Regions from separate parts of the Mus musculus genome. Here regions 2, 3, 4 and 5 are each linked to region 1. Evidence: chromatin contacts called from public Hi-C, HiChIP or PLAC-seq and promoter capture Hi-C data. All regions are on one chromosome and are shown on one strand. The core of a region is the stretch at or near the end of the contact, and the rest is flanking DNA. Distances in the headings are between cores, read along the strand shown.

Region 1 (3,487 bases), core at 30-2,529:
CACACTTGAAAAATCAAACACCGAACTTCTCCAAATAAATATGAGGGGAAAAAATACTCCAGTAGAGAAATGGACAAATACACAAATAGTAACTTGTGTAATAGGAAACCCAAAAGTCCAATAAACAACTAAAAACACAAATGCCCAACAAAACACCTGCAAACACAAACACCCAACCAAACACTTATAAACACAAATGCCCAACACAAGGCGAGTGTAGTTGATATCATCAAAACGGCAAGAAGCCTACGACAGTTTGTAGGTAGGATTTTCGGTTTGGAGTGGTTTCCCAGCTAGGATCTTGCTGTATCGCTCGATGGCTCTGGCTGCCTTGGAACTCTCACTCTGAATCCTGGACTCAAGCTCCCAGCAATCCCTTTGTCTCAGCTTCCTGAAAGCTTAGATTGCACCATGCTGTGAGAAGGTTTGGACTTGCCAAACTTCTACCAGCTTGCTCTACTGCATCTGTCCCTGACTCTTCCTCCTCCTCCTCCTCCTCCTCCTCCTCCTCCTCCTCCTCCTCCTCCTCCTCCTCCTCCTCCTCTCACTCCTCCTCCTCCTCCTCCTCCTCTCACTACTCCTCTTCTTCCTTCTCTTCCAACTCCTTCCCTTTTCCCTATCCTCCCTCCTCTCCTTCCTCCTCCTCCCCCTTTTCCTCCACTTCCTCCCCTCCCAATTTCCCCCCTTCCTCCCCTTCCTCCTTTTCTCCCCTCTCCTCTACCTCTTCCCTTCTCTCTTTCCCTCCCCCTCCTTTGCCTTCTCTCTACACACTGGCCCTTGCTTAGGCAGCACCCCCCCCCCCCGGGCCAACTTTGTTTGACATCACACGTCATAGCCACCAGTTTTCCCTGCTGGTGACTCTGAGGTCACTCTGTAGCTCTCCCTTGGCCCATGTCTCCTGCCTTGCTCACAGCACCTGTGGTGTGGTTTGCCTTCTCTACAGAGCAGGAACTCCAGGACAACCTGGCTTCCTGCATTTTAGAGTCACCAGCTCCCAACACAATGCCTGATACACAGTAGGCACTCAAGTGTTTGCCCATGGGAGTCAGGCCAACTGACTTCTTGGAGGATGCAGATTCTTCGAGAGCAACTTTGTCCCTGCCCTGGCTTAGGAAGTGAATCTTCAATTCTCTAGGGTGCCTGGGTTCCCTTTGGAGCCTAAGTCAAGTGCCCTTGGTGGCCTGGGCCCAACCTAGCACCTGTGGGGCCCCAGGTCCTCTTCCAGACCGCATGCTCCACCCCCTCAAGGCTGTGGGGCAGCAGCTTGGGTAAGTTCCTCTTCCGTTTCCTCCCGCCTCTTGAGCTGGGGTGCTGCTCCTCACTGCCGGGTACCTCCTAGCCACTCCATACCACTGGTGTCCACAGCAACGCTCCTGGCCCCCAACTGTCATCCCTGGCTGCTGGGCCTCAGATGCAATGCAGGCCATCAAGTGTGTGGTGGTGGGTGATGGGTAAGTACCTGGCTGAGTTGTCTCCCACCCCTACCAGGATGCCTCTGAGATCCTCCCTGGTACACCCACAGATTCAGGGCTCCCAGGAGGTTCTGGGGAAAGTCGCTTCCTTTCCTTGTAAGGGCTTACAAGGAACATTTGGGGTGGGTCTGGACTGCTCCCTGTCCTTCAGCCTACCCCACTCCGGAAGCTACTTGGGTGGAGGGCCTGGACTGTGGGTGGGGTGCTGCTATTTGCCTGTACCCTGAGAGCTGGGACAGGGCTCCTACCGGGCCAGCATCAGTTCAGGGTACAGGTACGAGGAGGGAAATCAGCAGCTTGCCCTTCGGACCTTTGTTTCCCAGGCTGGCCCAGGCTCTAGTTGCTGTCTTGCTGGGCCTAGGGGACTTCTGGCAATCTCCAAGCTTTCTGACTCTCAGTCCAGCCTCTGCTCTTAAGGACTCCAGAGGGCAGGCTGGCTGCAGCCCTGCTAAAGTCTGATAGTCATTGTCAGATCTTGGGACCACAGGCTCTCATAACCCAAGGCCTGAGTTTCTTCATGTGTCTCCCATATATTCCGACACATTAGGGTGCAGTCCTCAAGTCTATCTTGGGTCCCGCTAGATCCATCCTCACATGTACTAGACAGCCATCTTCAGTTCGAAACGGGGAGGGGCTGAGGCCTGGAGACCTTTCCTGGCTTAGGTCCCAAGGTCACACACACTTTGGCTCTGCTGGTGGCATAGGCTATCTACCTCCTCAGCTGACTAGGTCCGACTTGGTCGCTGCTGCAGCCGCCACCGCGCTAGGGTGTCAGCCGTTATCTGTGGCAGCTGCTCTGCTCACTTCTGCTTTGTGTCTGATCTGGGGGAGGAGGGGGCGGACACGGAGGGCCGGAAGTCAATGATTCTATGCATTCAAAGTTACCTGGGTGGCAGGCTGGGGCTTGAGGGCAGAGGTTTAGGGGGCAGGGACAGCAGAGCAACCTCCTCGAGTGGGAAGTGACTTAACGGAATTGTACTGGGGAAGGCCCGGAGCTGTCCCTCTGGCCTCTCAGCTTCCTGCTGAATGACCTGGGTGACCTCCCAGCTTGGCAGGGAGATAGCTTAAATGGTGGTCATCTCCATTTATCCCATTTCTCTTTTGTATGTGGTCACCGGGCTGTGGCTCTCTGTATGATCTGTCTTCCACCAACCCTACTTACCATCACAGAGTTCGTTTTACAGGTGGGAAAGACCAAAACTCCGAAAAGTTACATAACCTGCCTTGGAGGCAGAGGATTTGAACCCAGGCCCCTCTGACTTCAAAGAGGGGCGATGGGCAGTCCCTAACAGTCATTAGTTGGTGCCACTTCTATGGCACCGGGTTCAGTGTCTTAGAAGTATCAGTTATTTTACTGGGAAGATGGGCTTGTCCTTGTTGTCTACATGGGGAAACTGAGGTACAAGGTGCTTAGGTGACTTGCAAAGTTGTGTAGATGGCAAATGATGGAGGCAGGATCTGAAGCTTAAGAGAGACACGTGACAGTCTTACCCAGCTCTCCAGGGTCCTCTGTTCGGCCCCATGGTCATCTGTGCCTATCACCTGTATCCCACACACTGGTACATGTACAGTACTGGAGTTCTCCTCAGATGTGTGGCTCACACCCATGGCTAAGACTGAAGTCAGGTTCTTTATGGGCACTGCACGGGGTAGAGCACACTGGTATGGGGTGTCTGGGATTGGGAGACTGGAGCCTGAGTACAGTTCCCGCCTCCCCTTCATCTTGACCTTGGTGAAGGGGAGCTATGACCTTGGTCTCTCCTGCATCTTGTCTCTTGTCTTTCAGAGCCGTGGGCAAGACGTGTCTTCTCATCAGCTACACCACCAACGCCTTCCCTGGAGAATACATCCCCACTGTGTGAGTGGCTTCTTGGGGGCTGTCCCCTGTGGGGGCCTGAGACCAAGTAGGCTGGTAAGGCTAGAGAGACTCTCCATTGTGGGGAAGCTGGCTGGTGATCCGACATGCAACGCAGTGACTTATGCTAAGTCTTAGAATGTATGCTAAGGAGGCAGAG
Region 2 (3,496 bases), core at 313-2,812, 300 kb after region 1:
TGGGATTGTGTGTGGCCTGAGCCTGCAGAGTTGTTGTATACCATCTCAAATGCTATGAATTCATATGTACAGCTTCCCTGTGGTTCCTGCAAAACCCTTTTCTTATACACATCCCGTCTTCTGTGATAATCCCTCTGCGTGTGTGTGTGTGTGTGTGTGTGTGTGTGTGTGTGTGTGTGTGTGTTATTTAGGACTGATCATTCTGTGGCCTCTGTCCACATCTCTCTAAGTTGTGGCTCTCCATGTTAGTCACCATCTACTGCAAAAAGAAGCCTCTCTGGTAAAGATTGATCATGCGCCAATTTATGGGTCTATGGAAGAGTACAGGAGTCCATTTAGCAGAGTAACAGTAGTGGAGTCTCCCCTAGGGCCTACGGTACGTCTAGCCACAGGATCCTGGTCCCAGGAGGAGATCCCATTATGAGTTTTAGCTTATGGCGTGGCCTCAAAGCCACTCAGAAAGTGGTCAGCCAGTCCCATTATGTTCAGGCCACTGTTGCACTAGTGGGTATGTGGGTGTGTCCTTCCAGGCAACCATTGTGTAAACACACAGGGTTCACAGACAGGTGGGTCTGGTGATTTCTTTTCTCCATCAAGAGTACATAGCACTCTCCAGTGTTATGAATGCTAGCCAGTCAGGATGAGTGCAAGCTAATTTCCCCATGTTCTAGGACCCAAGCATGTGGTGCCTTCTGCAGTTGGACCTATCTGTCAAGTTCTGGAGTACTTAAAGCACTGACAATGGCATCTAGTGTTGAGGGGCAGGGGGCGGGGGGCAGGGGGCAGGGGGTGGGGAGTCTATGAAACCTCGTTTGCAATGATGCCAAAGAAGTATACCCATCCCTTGATATATGTGTCAACTGAAGAATAGATAATAAAAAATGTTATACATTTATGCCCTGGGCTATTACTCAATGTTAGGAAATACAAAATTCAAGGTAAATGTAAGAGCTGAAAACCATCATTCTGAGTGAGGTAACACAGGAAGACAGCTGACATTTATGTTTCTCTCACTTGAGGGTGTGAGCCTGGCATCTTCAGATATGTGTGTTCCATTGGGAATAGGCATGGAGGTCAGGAAATCAGTAAGGGGGGATTTCAAGAGGGAGGCAGGATGAAACAAAAGCTTAAATAGGAATAGTGGGGCAGGAGGTGAACTTTACTGGAGGACGATGGTAGGGCAGGGTAGAGGGAACATAGAGAGGGATGAATAACACTAAAGATGTCTTGAAAAAAATGGAAACCTACTATGGAAACTTTCTAATACATATGCATTTGTATATGTATATCTATATGTACATGTATGCATTTATAAAGAGTTTAAATGGCATCACCTAATGATGGGACAACAATGCCCCTTATTAGACACCACAGGATAACAAATTCAAAGAGGCCATTTTAAAATAAGAGTATTTCCCATGATCCCCTGGTCATCCTTTGGTTCAAGGTCAGTAACTAACAAATATAAACATGTGGCATTATCACGCCTGTGTCCCTATCATTTCACCCCCCTGCTCTGCTCTTATCTGTCCCAACCAGCCACTTCCCCATCACGCAGAGAAGGACCCACAGATGAGTCACAGTCAACCTGACTTTCTGCATCAGCTCTGCTGGCTTGCAGGCTCGCCCACACTCTTGGACTTATCACTGTTCTCTGTAAGGATGAAGTTTGATGTCATCTTCTTGTTAGTCACAAGACATTGTCCATACCTCAGTGGGCACGTTTGTCTACAAACATCTTTACAAGTTTAATCTGGGTCAAGCAGTCAATTCTGGTTTATTAGCGACCCTGCTCCCCCCCCCCGCCCCCAAACCCTGCCATTGTGCGAATGACCCTGAGGGAATTGTGGAATCTTGGGCTTTGTGATTGTACCATGTTTATATGTTGGAAAAAAATCATTCACCCTTCCTCTGAAATTCCCTGTACAGAGGTTACACAGCCCACGCACCCTAGGGAGAAATAAAAATGGAGCCGTGCTTTTCACATAAGTCCAGGAAGGGACTGGTGCAGCAGGCAAGATAACACTCTACAATTGCTTTTCCCAGCCCAGAATGCCACCACTGAGTGTGTGCCCCTGGTTTGAGGAGATCCTTACCGAGTTAGAACACGACGCTGGAGCTCAGTCGGTAAAGACTGGCTGCTGAAGCACAATGACCTAAGTTTAACGTCCTAAACATCCACAGAAGCCAAGCATGGTGGATCATGCTTGAAGTCTCAAGTCATGGTGAAATGGGAGTAGGGGTAGGGGTGGGGGTAAGGGGGACTGATGGAGCCCTGGGAGTTTGCTGGCTGCTAGCCTGGCCCTACTTGATGGAGTTCTAGGCCAGGGAGAGAGCCTATCTCAAACCAAAAGGGGAAGATAGATGAAGAATCAGTCACACACACACACACACACACACACACACACACACACAGAGAGAGAGAGAGAGAGAGAGAGAGAGACAGACAGACAGACAGACACACACACACACACACAGACACACACAGTGCGGCAGAGAAGGGAAAGAGGGAAGGAGGGAGAGGGGGAGAGATTTAATTGAATAATAACAGATTATAAAATTGGATCCTCTATTTAAAGATAGCAGATGTTATCTTTTCTTGGTTGCTCCTGGACGTTACATGATTGGAATGCTAGTTCTTGGACACCAGGGGTAGTGACACAGTTGTCACTGGCTAGCTTAGTGAGTCTATCAGTACCTCATCAGTATCTCCATCATCAGCCAACACTCTCTCACTTCCAATCTGGACATTTTACCTTAAATAGACCTAAAGCTGCAAGGAAGCCCATTAACACAGGGGCGAATAGCAGAAGCCACTGTGGCTGCCAAATGCAACTCTTTAGAGTTGAGCACAATATCACATAAGATTTGCTTTGTAAAAAGAAGTTTGACAGAACACTAAGTTTGTTCAGTTAGTGCTGCCCATTTGTGCACGGTGGCCATCCACCAGAACAAGAGGAACATACCAGCAACCGCTAACACAGAGAAGGCTTTCCCTCTCTCCGTCACAGCTCCTGAGTAAGGGGCCGGTCGTGAAGTCACCCACCCCATCTCTGCTGGGATCTTAACTGGCTTCATCTTGTGCTGGTAGCCATGGCTGCTGTGTGAATAAAGGCCCTGTCTTTTTTTGCTCCATCTCTCTGAATGCTTATTCTTAGCCCATTCAAATCTAGCACCAAGCCGTTAGGTTTCTCCCTTCAAGTATTTTATGGCTCCAGCCACGTATGTAGCAGAGGATGGCCTTGTTGAACATCAGTGGGAGGAGTAGCCCTTGGTCCTGTGGGGGTTCGATGCCCCAGTGTAGGGGAATGCCAGGGTGGGAAGGTGGGAGTGGGTGGGTGGGTGGGTGGGTGAGGGAGCACCCTCATAGAGGCAGGGTGTGTGGGGATAGGATAGGGGGTTTCCAAAGGGGAGACCTGGAAAGGGGATAACATTTGAAATGTAAATAGAGAAAATATCCAAGAAAAGGAAAAATAAAATAAAAGCACAGCACAAT
Region 3 (3,617 bases), core at 525-3,024, 330 kb before region 1:
TCACCACACAGGTCTCTCCTCCCAGAGACCCCACTTACCACCCGCTTGTCCATGTCAGCCCCGCTTTGGCCCTGCAGACAGGCCTGCAGCCGTTTGTGAACATTGTGGGCTGCTCGTTTAGCTGGCTCCAGCCGTTGCTCTACCTGGGAGGTACAGGGGCGGGGCGTGTGAGGACTGTATACTGTGTCTCCCCTAGAACAAGAATCACTTTTCTCTTCCCTCCTGGGCCTTCCCTGGCCAGCAGGGAATGACACAACCAGGCCCTTGACTGCTGTCCCCGCCTGCCAGCCTCTATACTGACAGCCTGCATGGGCCTGCCTCCCAGCCCAGCCCGCCCAGGCCCAGGCACGTACCTGCAGCAGGTCCTCACCCAAAAACTCGGCAGTCTCCGGGGTGCTGTGGGGGAAGGGGGCTTTGGATGAGTCAGTCTGGGTTAGGGAACCCACTGCCTCCCTCTAACCCCTGCACATGGAACCTGAACCCAAGATGCTTCCAGGACCCACCAAGCCTGGGTGGCCCGTCCACATCGTAGCTGGAGCACATTCCATGGTAGTTAAGAGGATGCATGCCTGCTTCCTCCTCCACCCAGGGCTGTGTCCTGGGAGAGGGTGGACCCATGACACCGAAAAAAGCAGGAGGGAGCTACCCAGGGCCCAACTTCGGGACAGAGGAAAAGTTTCTCATCTCCCCATCCCCCTAAATAGTTTGCCTGGCCCGGAAAGAGGAGGCCTAAGCTGGCCCCCAGAACGGGAAGTGTGGAAGCTGGTCTCCGGGGTGGCCAGGCCCACAGGCATACGACATTGGACTGCAGCTGTGGGCAGGTCTGGGGACTCTGCCCAAGGATACATAGGGACATGGGTTCAGGGCAGAGTGGCTTGGCTTCGTAGGTACATATAAGTGTTTGTGTCACTGCAAGGTCTGGATCAAGTTTCTGGATACACGGTCACCTCTCTGGGCCCAAAGAATGGGGAACTCCCAGGCTGGGGAAGAGGGACAGAAAGAAAGGCTCCGAGAAACTCCCCAAACTTCCGCTCCCATAGTTTTGGGGCTGGGAACCGAGGAGACCAAGGGGTGTCTCTACCTGAGCCTACGAAAAGCAGAAGCAGGACCAAATGGCAGGAGGCCCCTGGGTTGGGGGAGGGGACGGACACCCAGAGCAGAGCAGGCCCCTCCTCCCCAGGCCAGAACACTGCCAGTCCCTTCCCCCAGGGTCTGGGGCCCCCGATCGGCTCCGTTCCTCCCCTTCCCTCCAGTTAGAGGTGGCTAACTGTTCCCATTGTCCGGAGGGGACAAATGAGGTTCCAGGCAGCGTCTTGGCTCAGGACGCATTCTGCTCTCTGCAGCAGCCTCTCCAACCGGGAATGGAGGTGCCTTCCCCCGCTCCCCCTCCACCGCCCGCAAAAGCCAGCTATGCTTGTGCGACCACAGTGACTTCAGACCCCAGGAAACGAGGTCAGGGCTCTGGCATGCCAGAGGGCCGCTGCCTAGATATCTTCGACCTCTGTGACCAGTTCCCCACTCTCCTGCGCTCGCTCAGGTCCTGCGAAACGATAGCACGGCTAGAAGCGGGTGACACTCACCGTCCCGAGCTGCCCGTGTGGGCCAGCTGCCGCATGCGGTGCAACTGCCTCTTCATCATCTTGGGTCCGGGCAGGGGGCCGAGGAGTCACCTTGGGGGTTGAGGCTGGCAGCCCCCGGCCCAGCCTGCTTCCCCGCGCGCTTCGCCCCGGATGGGTGGGCGGCGCTCTGGCTTCCTGGGCCGGCGCGCTCCTCTGGCTGGTGCTGGCGCTGGCGCGGGCGCTCTCCTCCCCCGCTCACGACTCCGCCCCCGGCCCCCAGGTCACTCCTTTCTCCAAGTTTGGAGTCTCTCTCTCTCTCAAGTTTGGAGTCTCTCTCTCTCTCTCTCTCTCTCTCTCTCTCTCTCTCTCTCTCTCTCTCTCTCTCTCTCTCTGCTTCCGGGCCTCAACGACCCCCGGGTTGTCCGACCCGCCTGCCGAGTGTCCGTCGGTCTGTCTCTCTGAGGTCCGCAGTTGAGTGCGGGCTCTTCCTTCCCGCAGCCTGTCCTGTCACCGCGGCGGGTGGCGGGAAGCAGGTAAGCTGCTCCTGCCATCACCGCCCTGGGTATAAACAACCTTTGCTCTCTTAGAGGGAAAGGAAGGCTGCCTAGAAGGGACAGGCCTTCAGGACCTGTGCAGGCCAGTCACTAGGGGATGCTGCCTGGGGACTTCTTCTCCACCATACTATTCCCTGACCATCCCCCTTGCCTGCTGGACCACTGGCTCAGAACTTGGGGTACCTGGGACTACCAGATACTAATGTCCTTGGATCAGTCCCCAAAATTCTGCATTCATTGTGTATAGTAGCTTGGTAGGACAACTGTCCTTGTCCAGTCTATGCCACAGGGTAAACAAGATACCCTGGTCTGCTTGGTCTGCTCGTCAGCCCTTGAGGTCCTGTCACTCTACACTTTAAAGAGTCCCAAGCTTTGACCGCTTCCCCTATTTGTAAAACTCTTTCTCATTTCTTTTAGCAAATGTCCCAGGCGCCTGCCCTTCCTTCTTGTCAGGCCTTGATATGTATGGGTGCTGCTCTGAACCCCCAAACCCGATTTTCTCTTTGAAATGTTCCGCTGAACACCAGCCTGAGCATACAATAGGTGTTCATAGCTACAGAGCAAGAGAGCCGGTGGGCAACTGCAAGCTGACTTCAGTATGCACCCTTCAGGCTTGGGAGGGGGAAGGGTGACTACAGGAAGCCCTGTGCACCACACCAAGCTTTGCTCTCTTAGTTTCAGTTCAGAGCCATACCACTTGAGCACCTACTGTGTGGGGGTAGAGAGTTGGTGTGCTCCTCAAAGACTTCCCTTTGCTCCAGACATCTCTGTGTACCCAGCACAGGTCTGGCACATGGTGTTCACTCAGCCGCTTTCCCCATTTAAGAAGTCCTATCGAGTGTGGGAGGAGCCCAGAGGGGTCCCAGCAGCTGCTGCAGCCAGAACATACTGGCCAGGAACAGCCACAGCCTCTCATCAGTGGAATCCTGGCTCTCTGATGGGGAGTTGAGAAGGCAGAGCAGCTTCCTTGTCTTTCTTTTTCCGATGGGAAGGAAGGCTGCTGCCCAGTGTTTGGAGAAGAGATGGCAAAAGATTCTAAAGAGGGGGCTGGAGAGATGGCGCAGCAGTTAAGAGCACTGACTGCTCTTCAGTGGTCCTGAGTTCAACTCCCAGCAACCACATGGTGGCTCCCAACCATCTGTAATGGGATCTGGTGTTCCCTTCTGGCCTGCAGGCATGCATACAGGCAGAACACTGTATACTTAGTAAATAAATAAAAATCTTTAAAAAAAAAAAAAGATTCTAGAGAGGTGTCAGCCTTGGGGAGATACTAGAGTGGTATAGACCTGGCCTCCTAATGGGTAAGACAACATCTTGCTTCTAGTCCTGGCCCTTTTTTTCTCCATCCTCCCGGTCCTACCCAGAACATTTTTGCGTTTCAGTTTTCCCTGATTTGGCAGTGGGTACATTCTACCGGATGAGCCTTAGGACGATTCCCGCTCCAGGCTAGCACCTTCATGCCTCCAGGGAAGTCTCTGATCTCTACGGTGCTTCTGCCTTCATG
Region 4 (3,413 bases), core at 330-2,829, 400 kb after region 1:
CTTAGTTAGGGATTTTACTGCTGTGAACAGACACCATGACCAAGGCAAGTATTATAAGGACAATATTTAATTGGGGCTAGATTACAGGTTCCCAGGTTTAGTCCATTATCATCAAGGTGGAAGCAGGGCAGCATCCAGGCAGCCATGGTGCAGGAGGAGCTGAGAGTTCTACATCTTCATCTGAAGGCTGCTAGCGGTAGACTGACTTCCAGGCAGCTAGGATGAGAGTCTTAAAGCCCACACCCACAGTGACACTCCTACTCCAACAGGGCCACACCTTCTAATAGTGCCCCTCCCTGGGCAGAGCATATACAAACCATCACAGGTACCTAATGTGATGGGCTATGGGGAGGTGCCTGGGAAATGGAACCTAGTTGAAAGAGAATGTGACTTTGGGGGCATATCCTGGGAACTATTTCTTCCTTTCCCAACATGAGGTGGCTATATGCTTATATGCTGTTGTTGTTATGATGGTCAACCAAATGGCCAAACTAAACCTTTCCTCCTTTAAATAGTTTCTCTCCGGTGTTTTGCTACAGTAACAACGCCCCGATGCATGGACACTCGCCTACTTCCTGTACCCATGAGTTGGTTTCTATCTTCAGAGTTCCAGAGGTTACATGCCTTGCAGAGCCATATCCCACTTAGTGGCAAAGCAAGAGGGGCTCCCAGGAAAGTCAGGTGGCATTTACCCACCCTCCCCTCATGAGGGGCAACACCAGGATAGCATCCATTCACCCATAACAGAGGAATCCGACTGAGAGAGGCGTGTCCTCCCATCCATTAAGATATCACGTCAAATTAGGCCTATTTTAGATTTTAGTTTAATTTAACTGATACATAACATAAAGTGATATATAGTTACATATGGATATACTGTGTGAGTTTCCATCAGGACCTCGCTCTTTCCCCCTTCCGGAAGGTGCACAGCACGGGTGCTGTCCGCAGTTGTTTGCTGTGCAAGCATGCAGGGCCTTCCTGTCTTCCTCACTGCTCAACGTTGCACATTTTTCCCTCCCCGCTATTTCAGTTTTTAGGGTTCATAACATGCTTGGGCTTTAAAGATGGCATTTCGATTCTGGACGTGAAGCAAAGGTTAGGTCTCCAAATGTTCTTTGCACCCGGGGTCGGGGAAAGATACCAATAACATCCAGGACCCGCGACAGCAGCTTCCTTTACTGCGCAGGCGCCATTTCAGCGGCGTCACCCCTCTCAGTGTGGGCGAATCCATTCCCAGGAAGAAGGGGCAAGGTGCAGCGAATCCCAAACTCTTCGCGATGGTTAAAGCCATGCTCTGGCCAATCAGAAAGCCCCATTAATTCCCGCCTCCGGCTGCATCCTGGTTGGGCTGCGTCTCCAGAGACGCTAGGCGGTGCCCAGCGGTGATTGACAGCATCTAAAGCCATTGGCCAAGCTGAGAGCAGTTAAAGAGCAGAAACCTCTCCGCTTTGTTCCGCGAAGGGAACCGGTTTTCCCCGCCTCCTTCTTCTATTGGGTGCCTGGGGTCTCCGAGCTTTTGAGAGCAACCAATCAGGAGACAATATGGAGGGAGAAGGCGGGTTGATGATGGTTGCCAGGAGCCTGTTTGGCGCGACTCTTGGGACCAGAGGACTAGTGGTTGTGTCTCAACTCTTCTTTGGGCCGGGTCTAAGGCTGGACTTGGAACGGGTTCTGCTCCGCCCCACCGGAACCTTTGCAGGCTGCCTGGGGCCTGAAGCCCTCCGTCCACCCAACCCTAGCACCCGGGCCATCATCCATCCCTCCATCACGGCCTCAGGCCCTGGTGTCAGCTGTCCCCGAATCCTAACCCCCTTTCAGCGTCCCCCACCCCCACGTCTCCGCTAGTACCTGGTTACTATGGTGAAGCTAGCTGCCAAATGCATCCTGGCAGGTGAGTGCTATATGTGTTTGAACGCGTGGTCCCCAGAGCCCTAGCCGTCCTAACTCGGGCGGTTTTGGTTCACCATCGCGTCCACTCTCTGTCTCCCTTAGGAATGGCTGTAGTGACCAACAGCAGATTCTAGAAGGCGCGCGGGGCGGGGGAATGGGCTCCACAGGACACTCCCCCCACCCCTAGGGCACATTTGTAGATGCAGCTGTGTCCCGGTCTCCCTCCCATATTTTGAGACTACCTTCACCAGATAGACTTAACAAACTTGAGCGAAGTACAAGCATGGACTTGTCAGGGGTCAGCGTTGCTGGTCCCACTCACTCTGATGTCAGGAAGATGGGGTGGCGCATCTGAGAGCATTAACTTAGAGATTCCCCGGAAGTAAGATGTTTATTATTGTTGACTGTCAGGGAAATAGCCTGCACAGTGCCCAGAGTGTGGATGAGTATTATATAGATATATACAGAGTGATCTGGTGGTGCTCACACTCGTGGGCTTGCCTTGAGCCAGTCTGAACATTCGGAAGCCTATATGCTTAGCTTGTAGTCTGGTTGACAGCTGAGCACATGTGTCTACCGAGGCGACACTGCAGCCAGTGTCATGTGGGGGTATTTCATTTAACCCTTTTGCCACAGCGCCCCCAGGTAGCTTCTGTGATGTGACCTGATGTGACCGAAGCCCTGAGTGGTGTTGCCATGGGTGAACCCCCAGTGGAAGTCGTACACCCCATTCCCAGATTCGCCTGACTTCTGCCTGTGGGTCAGGAGTGTTGGCTACTTCTTATTGTGACAACTTACTGGACCGGAAGTTGGGAGTTTATTGTGCTCACGGGTCCAGAGGACTGCCCATCATGGTGAGGAAGGCATGGTGGCAAGACTGGGAGGCAGGCTGGCCACGTTAAGTCAACAGTCAGGAAATGGAGCATGAGCCTTGGCTCTCAGCTCTCTTTCTCCCTTTTATTCAGTCAGGGGCTCCAGCCTGTAGAGTGGTGCCACTCACCTTTGGGGGCGGGCCTTCCCGCCTTAATCTAAACTAGAACACTTCTTACAGGCATGTCCAGAGGCTTGTCTCTTCCGTGATTCTTCTTTGTAATCCAAAGATTAGCAGGGGTGTCTTTTGATCTTTATTCTACCGAGTAAGAAGGGGGGGCAGGGAATGGAGGGGAACGGTACCCGTGATGACTTTTCTAATTTGAAAATGAAAGCGTCATGCATAGACATGAGTGACAGGTTGTCACTCAGACCCTAGTGCAGCAGAAGGAAGCCAGGCTCTGCAGAGAATCTGTAGTTCTCAGGGTGCCAGGGGAGGCAGTGTGGTGTAACAAAAGCAGCCAGTCCTTGCCCAGCTCTGTTGCTTTGGACAGTGTTCAGCTTCTGCATGGGTAAGTTGGGGACATTTATTATTTTTTTTTAAAGTTAAATTTCGTTTTAAGTGGGCGGTCCTGCCTGCTGTTCTCTTCCTTAGCTGGTTAGCTCTCGAGGAGCTCCTGTGGTGAGCCCCTCTGCTTAGACTTGCTGTATGC
Region 5 (3,403 bases), core at 388-2,887, 450 kb after region 1:
AAAGTTGCACACACAGTCTGGAGAGGTGACACAGGAAACAACCCAGGCTCGCCGTTCTGCTGAGCAAGAGAGGGCTCCTGCCTTTCCCTGCTCATAGTAGAGAGGTTTAAAAAAAAAATCAATCTCATTTATGAATGACAAGGGAAACTTGGAAAGATCCACAACTCACTTTTCCTGAAAACATTTTTACCTTTGAGATGAGTATCATGTCCCGAACCCCAGTTACCAGCCACCCTTTTCTCATCCTTTCACAAGAATCATCTTCCCAAAATGTCTACTTGTAGAAGCAAGATGTAGAATTTCACAGAAAAACTACAGAGAGTCACAGAGAAAGCTATACACAACCCCTGTTAGCCAGAAAGAAAGATCAAGAGGAAATAAGGCAGGAGATGCGTCTATCCAGACAGTAAAATAAAACAACCTCCCCTCCCCAGAAAGTGTGGAACCCATGAATAGGGGAGGAAGAACAACACATAGAAACTATGTTTGTAATTACCCATCCAGGATCTCTTCCAGGAGAAGCAGCTGATTGAAGTTTTGTGGGAATCTGACTGTGATGGGAGGACTGTATTTGAAGCTCTGGGCACGTAGAGATGGAATGAGAAGGAGGCTGAACTGGAAGAAACACCAAGGGGGGAGGGAAGAGGAGAGAGAGAGAGAGAGAGAGAGAGAGAGAGAGAGAGAGAGAGAGAGATCGCCAGCTACGCCTTCCTCCCAGCTCCAGGAGGCCCCGGCCAGCGCTCATTCCGGAACTGTGGAACAGGAGTCCGGGAGGCCAGGCAGCCCTGCGCTTGGCCCTGGCCTGGCCCGTCCGCGGACGACAGAGGCCCCGTGGCCAGGGCCCCACTCCTGGCCGGCTACAGAGCGCAGGGAGCGCACAGAGTGGGGGAGTTGTCCAGTTCAGCACCACGGCGACGCAGTAGGTGGGCGCTCCTGCTCCGAGAGCTGTCCAGTCCAGCACCGCGGCGATGCTGTAGGTGAGAGCGCCCGGTCGTGGGGAGCTGTCCACTTCAGCACTACGGCGATGCAGTAAGTGGACGAGCCCGGCCGGGGTGAGCTGTCCGTTTCAGCACCACGGCGATGCTGTAGCTGGGAGCGCCTGGCCCGGGGCTGCGCGGCCGTGAGCGGGGGAGGCGGGCGGGCCTGCCTGCTGCAAGACGCCGGCTAGCGCGCCCCATCGCTCGCTCGCTCGCTGGCTTCCGAGGAGCTTTGCGGATCGGGGGAGGGAACCCCGCCTCGATTCTCCGGGAGAAACCCCCTCCCTCCCCCACTTCGCCGACACTACCCCCGCCGCCAACAACAATAACCGCGGCTGCTCGTCCTGCCGCCACCGCGCCCGCCAACCCTGCTGCCGCTGCCGCTGCCGCCGCCGCCGCCGTTACCGCCGCCGGGGCACAACCATGGGAGGCGAGACCCCCTCACCGGTGCAGCTGAGCTCGAGGGCTTGCAGAAGACTGGGCAGTCTCCTCTGAAACGGAGGCGCCTCGAGGACCCCCTCCCTCCCCAAGGAAGAGAACTGGCGAAGCCACGGATTTTCATGGCGCAGGCCGCAGAGCCGCGAACGAAGACCGAAGGTTGCTTCCCAGCTCTTCCAGTCTCTAACTGTCTAGGTCCGGACCATGAGAGATGGTGTTGAGAATTCGGCTGTACCCTGGCGCGCTGTGGAAGCCATCTCCAAATTAGCGATCACATATGGAAACTGGAGACCAGAATTTTAGGAAAAGAGATTAAGGCATCTCACTTGGGGGGGTGGGGGGGTGTCTTTTTATTTATTTTCCCTTTTTTTAAAAAAATCGCTGCAACTGGAACAGTTTTTTGATCTCAAAAGGCAAGCCTCTCTTCCCGTGTGATCTTTATAATTTACACACTTTTCCGTGAGCTTTCTTATCTCCCTTTTTTTATATCTCTCCATATTCTCTATTCACACATATATCCATTATATTAGTAGTGGAATTACCAATCGCACCCTCACACACACGCTCCTGAGAACCAGAAGTCGGTTGGGTGTTTATATAATGAAGAATTATGGGGCTGTTTGATCGAGGTGTTCAAATGCTTTTAACCACCGTTGGTGCTTTCGCTGCCTTCAGCTTGATGACCATCGCTGTGGGAACCGACTATTGGCTGTACTCCAGAGGGGTTTGCAAGACCAAAAGTGTCAGTGAGAATGAAACCAGCAAGAAGAACGAGGAAGTTATGACCCATTCCGGATTATGGAGAACCTGCTGCCTCGAAGGTATTTGATTTCCAACCTCCTCCCCCTTCCCACGCCGCCCCTCCCCTCCACACCCCCCCCCCCGCCTCCAAATAAGTCCCCTCCACATTCCACCATTTTCCCACTTCACTCCCTCCGCCGCTGCCGCTGCAGATCAAGGTTGACTGGGTTAGTTTCAGAGGAAAGAAAATCAATAAGCAGAACCCACACTCTCTACTCTTTGGCTTCCACCCCGTCCTCCCAAACCTCCTCATTGGAATGATCTATGGTATGGTGAAAACAGGAAATTGTCTGTAGAGTTCAGATGTGCTCTGGATGCTTTGGAGTCCTTAGGGTTTGCCTTTGGGTCTGGCTTTGCCACCTATGAGGAGGGAAAAATAATTGCTTCCCTGTGTGCTGCTCAGCCTTTTGCAATGAAGGATTCAGAAAAAAATGCTCTTCCTCTTCTCTCGCTCCTCAAAAGTTACAGGCCCAGCACCATCTGCAAGTCTCCCTTTAAAAAAAGAAATCTGTTGTTTCTAAGAATCCTTATTTGGTAGATTCTAATTATTCTAGGAGCTCAAGCCGAGTTCAAGAGCATTTCGTAATGTCTACGAGCCCCGCGTACCATTCGAGGTGGCTGGCTGTGTGTATGTGTGTGTTTTTAACGTTTACGAAGTCTAAAATGCATGTGTCTCTCACAGGAAACAAGCCCAAGTTCTAATCAACAGCGGTCACTTGCGGGTTAGACCGAGCGCTGATTTGCTTCCACGCAGAGTGACATGTCTGTCACCCAGAAGCAAGTCGAGTCAGCACTGTGCAGGCAGGAGGCGAGGGCATGGAGAGGTTGAGGGGTGGAATGGGAAAAAATGGGGTGGGGGTGTCAGCTGTTGGTCTTGATCTTGCAGAGTCATTGGGGCATGTGCGCCGCATGTGCTGTGGGCTGAGGGGCTCCCACAATGTAAAGGCCAGGACACTAGGACATGAGGAAGGCATGTGCTTTTGGGATACATTAATAAACACAAGAGGGGGGAACTCTGCAGGTCATACAAGCTGCATTTAGCCACAGACTTTAATATGAAGGAGTGAATTTGCATAGCTATATCTGTCTGTGTGCAAAAGCCACCTATAGGAAGACAGACAGAGAGACACATATGCCCCTGTATGGAAAGAGGCTTGTATGTGTTCCACTGATGTGAACCAAGCCTG

Evidence for each region. Promoter capture Hi-C pulls out the DNA fragments that hold promoters and counts their contacts. Hi-C and Micro-C count contacts between places; a contact is called where the count stands out from the background. HiChIP or PLAC-seq counts read pairs in DNA pulled down with a chosen protein or histone mark.
Region 2: a Hi-C map of the G1E-ER4 cell line shows a contact between it and region 1, with 2.4 times the contacts expected there. The contact joins the enhancer-like site here to the promoter of Rac2 in region 1. A contact is called at or near these places in 15 of 484 Hi-C or Micro-C datasets (the C3H10T1/2 cell line, the G1E-ER4 cell line, the HL-1 cell line and 9 more), 4 of 115 datasets of contacts at active chromatin or transcription factors (bone marrow-derived macrophages, embryonic stem cells and forebrain) and 3 of 9 other capture datasets (adipose tissue, embryonic stem cells and liver).
Region 3: a contact with region 1 is called in a promoter capture Hi-C map of the HPC-7 cell line, with 2.8 times the contacts expected there. The contact joins the promoter of Sh3bp1 here to the promoter of Rac2 in region 1. A contact is called at or near these places in 2 of 39 promoter capture datasets (the HPC-7 cell line and pre-B cells), 1 of 484 Hi-C or Micro-C datasets (embryonic stem cells), 3 of 115 datasets of contacts at active chromatin or transcription factors (the SCID.adh cell line, effector CD8 T cells and memory CD8 T cells) and 3 of 9 other capture datasets (adipose tissue, liver and pancreatic islet).
Region 4: a contact with region 1 is called in an H3K4me3 HiChIP or PLAC-seq map of bone marrow-derived macrophages, with 7 times the contacts expected there. The contact joins the promoter of Ift27 here to the promoter of Rac2 in region 1. A contact is called at or near these places in 7 of 39 promoter capture datasets (the 3T3-L1 cell line, embryonic stem cells, hippocampal neurons and 2 more), 4 of 484 Hi-C or Micro-C datasets (the N1E-115 cell line, cortical neurons and palatal mesenchyme), 6 of 115 datasets of contacts at active chromatin or transcription factors (the SCID.adh cell line, T-cell acute lymphoblastic leukemia, acute myeloid leukemia and 3 more) and 3 of 9 other capture datasets (embryonic stem cells, liver and pancreatic islet).
Region 5: a promoter capture Hi-C map of embryonic stem cells shows a contact between it and region 1, with 3 times the contacts expected there. The contact joins the promoter of Cacng2 here to the promoter of Rac2 in region 1. A contact is called at or near these places in 3 of 39 promoter capture datasets (embryonic stem cells, liver and stem cell-derived epiblast-like cells), 2 of 484 Hi-C or Micro-C datasets (both in embryonic stem cells) and 1 of 115 datasets of contacts at active chromatin or transcription factors (bone marrow-derived macrophages).

The regions. Positions count from the first base shown.
Region 1 is chr15:78,570,575-78,574,061 of GRCm38.p6, reverse strand. It overlaps Rac2 (Rac family small GTPase 2), which reads left to right and starts at 1,279. Exons shown (of 7, transcript NM_009008.3): 1 at 1,279-1,451; 2 at 3,259-3,330. The coding sequence starts at 1,417.
Region 2 is chr15:78,266,122-78,269,617 of GRCm38.p6, reverse strand. No RefSeq gene overlaps it. Among named protein-coding and RNA genes, the nearest start is that of Mir7676-1, 17 kb to the left of the region's middle. Within about 2 kb of position 1,562, at least 64 of the 459 cell types and tissues checked have an H3K27ac peak or open chromatin away from gene starts, as enhancers often do. A contact at or near this core is called in the G1E-ER4 cell line, the HL-1 cell line, adipose tissue and 2 more, where this site is marked.
Region 3 is chr15:78,897,925-78,901,541 of GRCm38.p6, reverse strand. It overlaps Sh3bp1 (SH3-domain binding protein 1), which reads right to left and starts at 1,774. Exons shown (of 18, transcript NM_001316684.1): 1 at 1,581-1,774; 2 at 354-396; 3 at 39-143. The coding sequence starts at 1,639.
Region 4 is chr15:78,172,247-78,175,659 of GRCm38.p6, reverse strand. Ift27 (intraflagellar transport 27) reads left to right here and starts at 1,579. Exons shown (of 7, transcript NM_025931.3): 1 at 1,579-1,891. The coding sequence starts at 1,858.
Region 5 is chr15:78,117,514-78,120,916 of GRCm38.p6, reverse strand. Cacng2 (calcium channel, voltage-dependent, gamma subunit 2) reads left to right here and starts at 1,637. Exons shown (of 4, transcript NM_007583.2): 1 at 1,637-2,236. The coding sequence starts at 2,026. A730060N03Rik (a long non-coding RNA gene) reads right to left here and starts at 2,122. Exons shown (of 2, transcript XR_875456.2): 1 at 497-2,122.